Linked DNA regions of Hordeum vulgare: region 1 is linked to region 2. A link is a contact called in public Hi-C data. All regions are on one chromosome and are shown on one strand. The core of a region is the stretch at or near the end of the contact, and the rest is flanking DNA. Distances in the headings are between cores, read along the strand shown. Region 1 holds the start of LOC123449567. Region 2 has its middle 120 kb from the start of LOC123449567.

Region 1 (5,311 bases), core at 883-3,382, 120 kb before region 2:
TTGCTCCTCAGAGGAAAACCTGCCAAAAAAAAAAACTACTACCACCACCACCGCGGTCCGGTACACCGCGCTTTTTTTTTTTGCCGGGGCGGGCCGGACCCCGGGCAAGATGGACAGGCACAGGCAGAGCGGTAGGGCTGTGGTGGTACGTACGTCCTGCAACGCTGATCGGCCGATGCAGGCAGGCATGGGCGCGGCGGGCTCTGAAACTCTCGGCTCTCAGGTGCGTGCGTCCTCTGGATGGCAGATCTTGGATGGAAATGCAACGGCTGGGCAGACGGATTCAATGGGGTTGGTCGCTCCTCTCGTCCTCCTCCCTGAATCTCGATGGGCTAGCATAGCATAGCATAGCATAGCATGCCCATGGCCGGGGGCGGGGCGTGGTCCTGCTGAGTGAGAAGGAACGTAGCGGGGAGGGATACATGCGTGCGTGAGCGCTCCCGCGTGGACCGGCAATAAAGGCGTGTACCGCCACCACGCCGCTACCACTCTGCTGTCCGTTTGCTCCGGCCTGCAGCTGCGGCTAGCTGCTCTCCTCTCCTCGCCTCGCCTGGCACTGGCAGCAGCAGCAGCAGCAGCTGATGGTGATGGTGATGGTGATGGTGATGGTGATGATGATGATGATACTAGCACGGGCACGGCCACCACACCGACGCCGTCTTGGACGGTAGCTCCATCCGTCCACGGAGGAGTGCGGTGAGTCATGTGTGTGTAGCACGTACGCACACGAGGTGTGACGAGGTCGCTGGCGTCTGGTCATGTGGCCTGGCTGGCGCCCAACTGGAGACTGGGTTCACGACGAAAAGGGTCTGGATTCATCTGGCCTTTTCGCTGCCCGCCGCCGTCTCCGTCCGTCTGTTGGAGGGATGGGGACGCGCGCACGCATGTACGTACGTACGTGTGGTGCGACGGCGGTTGGGTGGGTGGGTCGTTGCGCCGTGGCTCTTGCCCGGTCGCGCTCGCGTCGCACGCGGCTGCGGTCACCGGCGCCACGCTGGGCCGCGTTGAATCCTTCAGCCCGGAGCTCTCTCACACGAGGAAAAAAGAACGAGCTTTCACATGGGCTGCCCACGTAGCGGATCTGAGGCCCATCCTGCAAACTCTCTCAGGGCCGTGTGTGTTTGGTATCCGGGAGTCGTTAGTTAACGAGCGTTTTATTTAAAGCCTTCCAACGAGTATTCCAGCACGTCGTCACTTGGCGTGTTTACATCCGTTATTACGTCTAGTGCTCTGAACGCTTCCTACAAATTTTATTTTATATTTTATTTTTTCGCATGTATTTTTGGCTTTTTAGATTAGTTTTCTTGAGTTTTTGCTGTTTCGCAATACCATGGTCGTGCATCTCAAAAACGGGAAAACGTGTTTTCTGTTTTTGCAAGAGGTACGGTTTTGCTTTCGTGAAAGACACGATTTTACCTTTCGAAAAGAAAAAAAACGTATTTTCTGGGGGTTTTTTCGTGAGAGACACGATCGTGCCTCTCAAAAAGGAAACAAATGTGTTTTCTGTTTTCTTTTTTTGCGAGAGGTACAATTTTACTTTCGCGTGAGACATGGTTTTGTCTTTATGAGAGACACGCACGTGCCTCTCGAAAAGAAAAAAAACATTTTTTCGCGAGAGGCATGATTTTGCTTTCATGAAAGGCAAGGATTTGCCTTCATGAGAGGCACATCCATGCCTCTTGAAAAGGAAAAACTGCGTTTTCTGTTTTTGTTTCTATCTCGGAGGCATATATTTTTTGGTACGGTTTTTTTTATGAAAAAAAAGTTTATTAAAACCCATCAACATGGGATCTAGTTTTTAAGATCCCGACGCAATAAATCCAACGGCGAAAACGATTCGTAATTTGGACGCACGGTTTAAAAGATAAAACGTTTTAAAAAAACGAATCTACAGAAAAAAGATAAACTTTTAGGTTAAGACAAGTGGTACATATGCAATGCGTCATTTGTAACAACCTGAAGGGTAAAATCTTTCAAACGAATACTCCCTAATTAATGATTTCGTTCGTATCCAAACTACCCAGCAAGCTCCTAAAAGAATCTGGCCCATTTTAGCCCAGTTCAAGCCCACTCTCTCTACCCCACCCCCGCCTTCGGCCCCGGCGGAGAAGCGTCAGTGCGGCCGCGCCCAGATTGCTTCCGCCGTTGCTCTCCCTCTCCCGGCCTCTCTCTCTGCCCCTCTGCCCGCCAGTGGCGCTCTGTTTCGATCCTATGGCGCACCCCCACCCCCCACCCCCCAACCCTACCACGCTCTCCCCCAAAATGTCGCGATCTCCCGCTAGGGTTTCGCTGTAAGTTTCCCCTTCCTCCTTCGTACAATCTGGTGTTCTTGTAAATCGGCACTCTGCTTTTCTTATGGTGGTGGTAGAGATATATTTTGGCGCCTATGATTTGGTTTACTTTCGTGCTTAGTTCGCTAGAGCTACGCCTGTGCTTGCTGCCCGCAAATTGTCGATGCTGCTATGCTGCAGCTACCATTTCATCCAAATACTGTTGCTGCGCTTGTATAATTAATCCCATCCCATGCCTAGCTGCTTACGTGCTTGCGTTAATGCCCTATGTTGGTAGAGAGACCCTAATGATCAGGATGTTGATCATGGCCTATATTTATTAATAATGCTAGTAATAGAGAAAGGAACGGAGCCCCCAGACCGCTTCATAAATTTGATATAAGTCCAGTACAAAGAGTGAGATGGCCATGCTCGGAAATTGAAAAAGGTCTTCCTTGGTAATTGAATGGATCAAGTGCCTTTTCTAAACTCTGGGTGTGTCCACACAAACAAAGCATTCAGGAAACTTAATATGTCAGTTGCAGGGCCAGTTTGATTTTAATTGGTGCTTGCAAATGATTGCTTGATCCAACTTCAAAAAGACTTTCTTGTTGTATTAGCAAATTTGTATATGATCTGCCTTTTTGTTCGTTAGGGAATCATGTGTTGGTGCACCTTTAATGAGATATATAGTAGGAAGCGAAGACTAAATGATATATTCAGACTACCTACCTTTGTTAAACAAAAACTAAACGATATATTCAGATGGCCTAGTTTCTTTGTAACTAACATTACTGTGTGAATTCTGGTTCTGCAAGTGCTATGTGCTTTAACCTTAGAAATACTTAACTATGTTGCTCTACAGTCTAGATGCTGGGCTGGTACATTTAGCTCTATTTTACTTAAGAAGCTATACATTGGAGATTTAGCTACCGACTTGGAACGTCCCCTGACCTGCAGTAAGAAGCTACTGCGTTGGTAGATTCAGCTACTGAAACCTCCAGTGACCTGCAGTATAGATTGCATTTAACAGTGCTGTTGAACCTGCAGTATAGATCACGGGTTCAGGGAACTTCTTTCTTGTAAACAAATGTAAAGGTTCATTTACTAGTTATCCAATCATTGAGAATCAAGCTTCTCTGATTTTGAATCTGAATATGTGGTAGGTTTCGTGTAAAGGGGAGCTTGTTTGCATCCAGAGATACATTACGCTGTACATAGGCTGCAATGGATCCGTGGAGGCGATCCCTTTCCATCTAAAAACACATAGGCTGCAATTATCTCTCAGTTCACTCTCTTCTATTCTATTCAGCCTGTACTACCCACTCACAAAACAACATTTGGGACTACCAACGCCATGGCTACAGTATCCCTCTAAATAACACTTTTGTACTTGATAAATTACCAGAATGTAACTATCCCCCGTTTTCTGGAACCAACCATGTTCACATCTATGATCCATGACTAAAATTGCATTAGTAAACTGAAATGCATGGCTTACTTGGTGAAAATGATTCTTGAATTTAGATTCACCTGTTGAACTAATTCTCAATTTTGGACCTCTTGATACACATGAAACAAAATAGATTGAGATATAAATTATTGAAAGAACACACACTTATTTACTAATCAAGTATTTGAACATGTAAAATAGGTATACTGGTCGCACCAGAACCGAAAATTGTAGCCAAATACTTAAAAGATGTTTGCATATTGATCTCAGATGCAATTTTCTTGCTGATTTTAGAGCATAACGTTTACCAGGTGTTCAGTATGAACCCTAGTTCATTGTGTGAGTTACTATGTAATCTATTTACAATAGCAAAAAAAAAACTTAAATGGATGAGAGTCCTGGCTTCAATTATTTATGCCCCCCCCCCCCCTTTTTTTCTAGTATGTAAATGTTGGCAAAATAACAAAAATACTATTAGCATATATGGTGTCAGCACAGGTGCATACTTCATTTTTTTATCCATTCAGTTTTTTCTCTGAAAATTGTATGCGGTTGGAAAGAGTGGGATTTCTGCACACTGGTTTTTGTCAAGAACATGCACTTTTGCACGCTTCATTTTATCTGGTCCATCTTAGTTTTGATATGTGAGTTTATGATCATGTCGTTGGAGAAACTAACATTTGGAAAAATCAGATGATATCTTTGATAATGGGTTTGAAGGGAAGAACTATATGGAATATTCAGTGCTAGGAGTTTATGTGGTCATTCAACTTGTACCTATGAGACTATCACTATCATGGAAACAATGCTAAGCTGGAATTGGCTACCTGGACACAAAATTCTCTGATCAGAAAATTATTATCTTCATTAGGCTATGGTGATTCTCTTTATTGTCTTAACTAAGATTGCTGCTCCCTAGAGGAAGCACTACCTTATATCCATAGTATTCAACTCACAGTAGTTTATTTGGCTGAAACAGATACACATGGACCAAAGTTTAGGCATGAATATATGGTGGCTGCGATATGCATGGAAGATGGAATTATGGGAGTTGAAGCTTCAGCGTCTCTGTGTGCACTTCCAAACTTCCCTTTTGCAAACACTATTCCCGAAAATGTCTTCCCAGACTGGCATAATCAGCTTTGGTGGGTAACCTACACACTGTATTTCATGTTCTCCAGCCACTACTAGCACATGATTTTTCAACTTCATAGTACACGTCGGTGTGTTCTTACGTGCCTTTTGGGGGATTTCAATGCTACTCTATTTTCATCTTTGTCCAGTTCTGAATGGCTTTCACTTGAAACTCAATGCTAGTGTATAAATTTAGCCAATGGTGCCTGAACTATTAGATGTGCACTGTTAGTAGCTTTAGCCTTAGAATATTTATTTTAATTTCCTGTTTACCAACCGCCCACCCTAGTATAATCTAGCTTTCAATGATGAGCATGTTGAGACTCTGCAGGAAGATCTGGATTCTTTTCCTTGTTAACTGAAAACTAGTTGTATTGTATCCTTTCGGTTGTTGGGCACTGAGAGCACTGTCAGAACCTTAGTTTTAATATTTCTTAGCAAGTAGGTCTTAGAT
Region 2 (4,619 bases), core at 355-2,854:
CTTTACAGCGCCATATCATTTGCGTAGATCGGACTAGCCATTTTTAAATTAACCCCGAAATACGAACCGGCCCGGCTATTCGATTTCAGAAATTCCTTTATTTTTGAAATTCCTCTTTAACCATAGGGAATTGGGAAAACTTTCCACGTATGAAATGAGCGGATTTGCAGCAGCTATCCAACGCCGTCTCATTTACCTCGTTTCGATATACAGTTTAGAAATAGGATAAAAATATGTTTCATATTTTTTTGTACGAACAAAAACTGTTTTAAAAACGGCTCTTAAACTGTGAACATTTTGATAAAATTTCAACCTAGTTTGTTACCAGGGTGTCCATAGCTTTTAAACGGTATATGGCAAGCTTTATTAGACATTTTTAACGAAAGTTCAACATAGCACCCGAGGAAGCTCAACCACTACTGTTATCCTAGGATCAAAATAATGTTTATGTATATATACACCATCATTGGATCATGTTTGACGGCTCATTTAAATTTAAATGCCTTTATTACTAGATAATTTTGCAGACTTTAATTATTTAACAATCTCATGCATGCATGTCACGTGATAAAAGGCAGGTCATTATATATACCATAGGAAATAAAACTTAACATTTATGGTATTCTTATATAGCATTTATTGATTTGTAGAATAAATTACTAGGCATGTAAATGTCGGTGTATGTACGTAACTTTATTTGTAGGTATATGCATACCTACGCATGTTTAAAATTTCATTAGTAGGTATATACATATTTGTGTATGTACATATTTTTTTTCACTAGCTACAAATTAGAATAAATCATTGTGTATATATATACCCTCATATTATTTTATTAGTAGGTATAACATATCCACATATGTATATAATTTCGTCAGTAGGTACACATATATATCCGCGTACGTATTTTTTTACTAGCTACGGAGTATAACCTAAAATAAATCATTAAAAATATATATCCACGTATGTACATAATTTCATTACTATATACTCCCTCCGTCCCAAAATAAGTGACTCAAAAGTGACTCTAATTTACACTAATTCTAATATAAAATTGAGTCATTTTTGAGTCATTTATTTTGGGACGGATGGAGTATTATATACCACGGGTATGTCGATGCATAATTTATTGATTTTAAATAATAAAAATATCATGAATACCTAATGAAATAATCAATGTCAGTGTATACATATATTTTCATTTAAGCATAAAAAGTTCATTTAACGATGAATTATATGTGTGTGTATGCATGTATACTTTGATCTGAAAAAGATACATGTAAATATGTATACCTCTTTTATTTTATTTTTTTATTCTCTTTCTGTCAACTAATATATGTTTTAATTCTTTCCAAATTAATAAATGTTAATGAATTCAATATAAGCTATTAAATGCTAGATGATCAAGCACCTAAGTACCCCAAACAATTTACCTATATAAATAAATAAATAAATAAATAAAATAAATTATCACATGGAACCACGTTAGAACTAGCTATCGCTTGTGCCTCGAGCTCCCGAACTGGGGCTGGCCATGGGCTACCCCCTACTCATTTTAGTGAACATACGTCCCAATGAAGGATAGAAATGGAATATGCTATTCGCCGCCCTCTACGAGAGTTGAGGCTTCGCACACCCCTCAGAGAATATTTGGACCGTCCAGTACGCTTACCCACCGGTTTTGGAAATCTTCTACGAGGTTCCTCATCCTTTTTTATTCTTTTATTCTTTTTTATGTTTCTGTTTCTTTTTTCTTTTTCGTTTCCATTTTTTCTAAGGTTATTTTATATTTTTAAAAATAATTTCATGTCCGAAAACTGTTTTTTCAATTCGAAAAACTGTTTTGCTTTTGAAACAAGATTCAAAATTTCAAATAGTTGTCATGTTTTAAAAATATTCAGAAAGTTTAAAAAATGTTCTAAATTTTCATAAAATGTTCGGTATTTAAAAGATATTTGGTAGTTTCAACGAATTCTCTAAATATTAAATTTTTAAAATAAGTTTGTGTCTGAAAATTGTATTTAAATTTCAGAAAATAATTTTGCTTTTAAAAATGTTCCAAATTTTAAAAAAAATCTTTTTTGAAACATTGTTCATAACAAGAAAAAAAGGTTTTGGTTTTTCCAAAAATGTTTCGCAAATTTGAAAAATGTTTTTTCTTTTTAAGAAAATGTTATAAATTTCAAATAGTTGTAATTTTGGGAAACATTCATAACTTTCAAAAATATTTGGGGTTTCAAAAAAGCTAGACGATGATCCGCGTGTTGTAGCGGGAACCTTGTTAAAAAATGTAAGGCTAAATTATAGAAGACTAAAATTAATGTAAAAACAAATACAAAACTTTCTGACATGACTTAATTCCCTAGGAAAAAATAAGGAACGAGTGGTATGTTTTGCATGAAGTGATATGGAAAAGGTAAATTATGACTCAATGCACCACTTGACGATGTGACGTTGTAGCTATTTAAGAATATAGGATGTTTGGTTTTTTAGAAAGATGTTCATTATTTTATGAAAACGTTAGGTATTTTCAAAAAATGTTTGAAATATCAAAATTTGGTTCAATTTTTAAACTAAGTTCATGTTCAAAAACAATTCTCAGAATTCAAAAAATTCTCTTGCTTTTAGAAAATGTTCCAAAATTTATAATTTTTGTCTTTCAAACATTGTTTATAAAATGAAAAATTGATTTGGATTTTCAAAAAATGTTTTTCAAATCGAAATATGTTTTTTCTATCGAACTTTTTTCTAAATTTCAAATAGTTGCCATTTTGCAAAAACATTCATAAATTTTAAAAAATGCTTTCTGGATTTTTTTAAACAATCGGTATTCTAGAAAATGTTTGGTATTTTCAAAAAATGTTTGAAATATCAAAATTTTGTTCAATTTTTAAAGTCAGTTTGTGTCTGATAATTTTGCTTAAATTTTGTAAATTGTTCTTGCTTTTAATTTCGTTTTGCAAATTTAAAAAAATTATCATTTTTCAAACTTGGTCACAAATTCGAAAAATATTCTGGAATTTCAAAATTTATTCTGGATTTTCTAAAATTGGTCTTCAAATTAGATTTTTTTTTCTTGAAATTCGAAAAAGAAGAAGAAAGGAAAGTAAAAACAAAAAAAGGAAATTAGCAGTTTTTTTAAGACAAAAAAAAAAGCTTAGCCGGCCCAGTCGGGCCAGCTCCTGTGCGTGTGAACGACTCATTGTTACAGGAACGTCTTATATAGATTTGTCTTAAAGAAGTCTATATACGATGACTACCAGAAGTGGAATGCAGTGCTAGCCCACAGCCAGCACTGCATGCCCACTCCACTCAAGTAACGATGGTTCTTCTTGAATCTTCACATAAAAATATGTCTATTTCTTTGAAGCCTCTTCTTTTGGAAAATAAGGAAACTCTTGTTCGCAATTACCAAATAAAATCTCCACATGCTTGTATTTTTTTTTTTGCTATGATAAATGTTTTTCATGTATTTTGTAAAAAATGTGTTTATCCCAAAATATAAGTGCATGTATAGAAAATAGTTTTTCGTCTAAATGTATTCAACGAATTTAACAAATATTTCAACTAAGATATATTTTAAGATGTTCCTATAATTTAAATAGTTATCATGCATTGTTTTAATGAGCTAGAAAATTTTCAATGTGTCCCCACAATATCGTCAGAAATTTGTGTGAATCTTCCTTCAAGAGGAAAAGTAACTTAAAAATAAACAGGAAAATAAATAATAACTAAGGAAAAGCAATAAAAATGGAAAATTTGGAAATAAACTAATAGCAAACCGCTGAAAACAAGGAACCAAACAAAAAAGAAATGCAAACTGTAAGACCCCGCCTTATATTGGCCTGCCCTTGTTATGGCTTATATAGGTGAGGAAAGACTATTACACGTATAATTGACAAATAAGGGGTGCTCCTATACGGCTCCGTTAGGGCAAAAAATGTGAATTGATGGGTGCCTGTCCTGCCATGCCGGCCCATATGCGGATCCGGACGCGCCGACTGTGGGCTGTTTTCCTCGAGAGCTTCTATACACCGCATTTTACGGCGACTAAATGAGCGAGCAACAGGAGTCGAACATGGGACCTCTAGGTCGAAGTGCGCCTTGCGTAACCATCTTGATTGACTACCAAAGGTGGAAGGTCACATGTGTGAATGTTAATGAACATAATAACAGCTGTAAAATTTAACAACACGAACCATAAGCCGCTGCAGATTCAAACTTTTCCTAAATTTTCAAACATGAATGTATGAAACGCAAATGTTATTTCAGAATAGTCAATATTTTTATGGGAAAAGGAAAAAATAAAATTGGAGAACATTTTTTGAAATACAAACAGTTTTGTGAAAATGCAATGAAATAGGAGAAGAATTCTAAACACAAGTGAACAAATTTGGAAGCGCAATCAATTTTTTCAATCACATACATTTTTTGAATCTTGATAACAAAATTTTAAAAGCTCCAAACAAATTTGGAAGCGCAAACAATTGTTTAAAGCACGCACATTTTTTAATTTTGAAAACAAAATTTTGAAACGCAGAACAATTTTGAAAAGAAAAACTGAACAAATTTGAAAGCAAGAAACAAATTTTTAAAGCATGGCTTTTTTGAAATGCTGA

What was found. Hi-C and Micro-C count contacts between places; a contact is called where the count stands out from the background.
Region 1: a Hi-C map of leaf shows a contact between it and region 2, with 2.7 times the contacts expected there. The contact joins the promoter of LOC123449567 here to the enhancer-like site in region 2. A contact is called at or near these places in 4 of 6 Hi-C or Micro-C datasets (leaf and seedling).

Annotation. Positions count from the first base shown.
Region 1 is chr4H:565,294,972-565,300,282 of MorexV3_pseudomolecules_assembly, reverse strand. LOC123449567 reads left to right here and starts at 2,132. Exons shown (of 5, transcript XM_045126832.1): 1 at 2,132-2,291. The coding sequence starts at 2,212.
Region 2 is chr4H:565,174,631-565,179,249 of MorexV3_pseudomolecules_assembly, reverse strand. No RefSeq gene overlaps it. Among protein-coding and RNA genes, the nearest start is that of LOC123449567, 120 kb to the left of the region's middle. Within about 2 kb of position 1,604, at least 3 of the 3 cell types and tissues checked have open chromatin away from gene starts, as enhancers often do. A contact at or near this core is called in leaf and seedling, where this site is marked.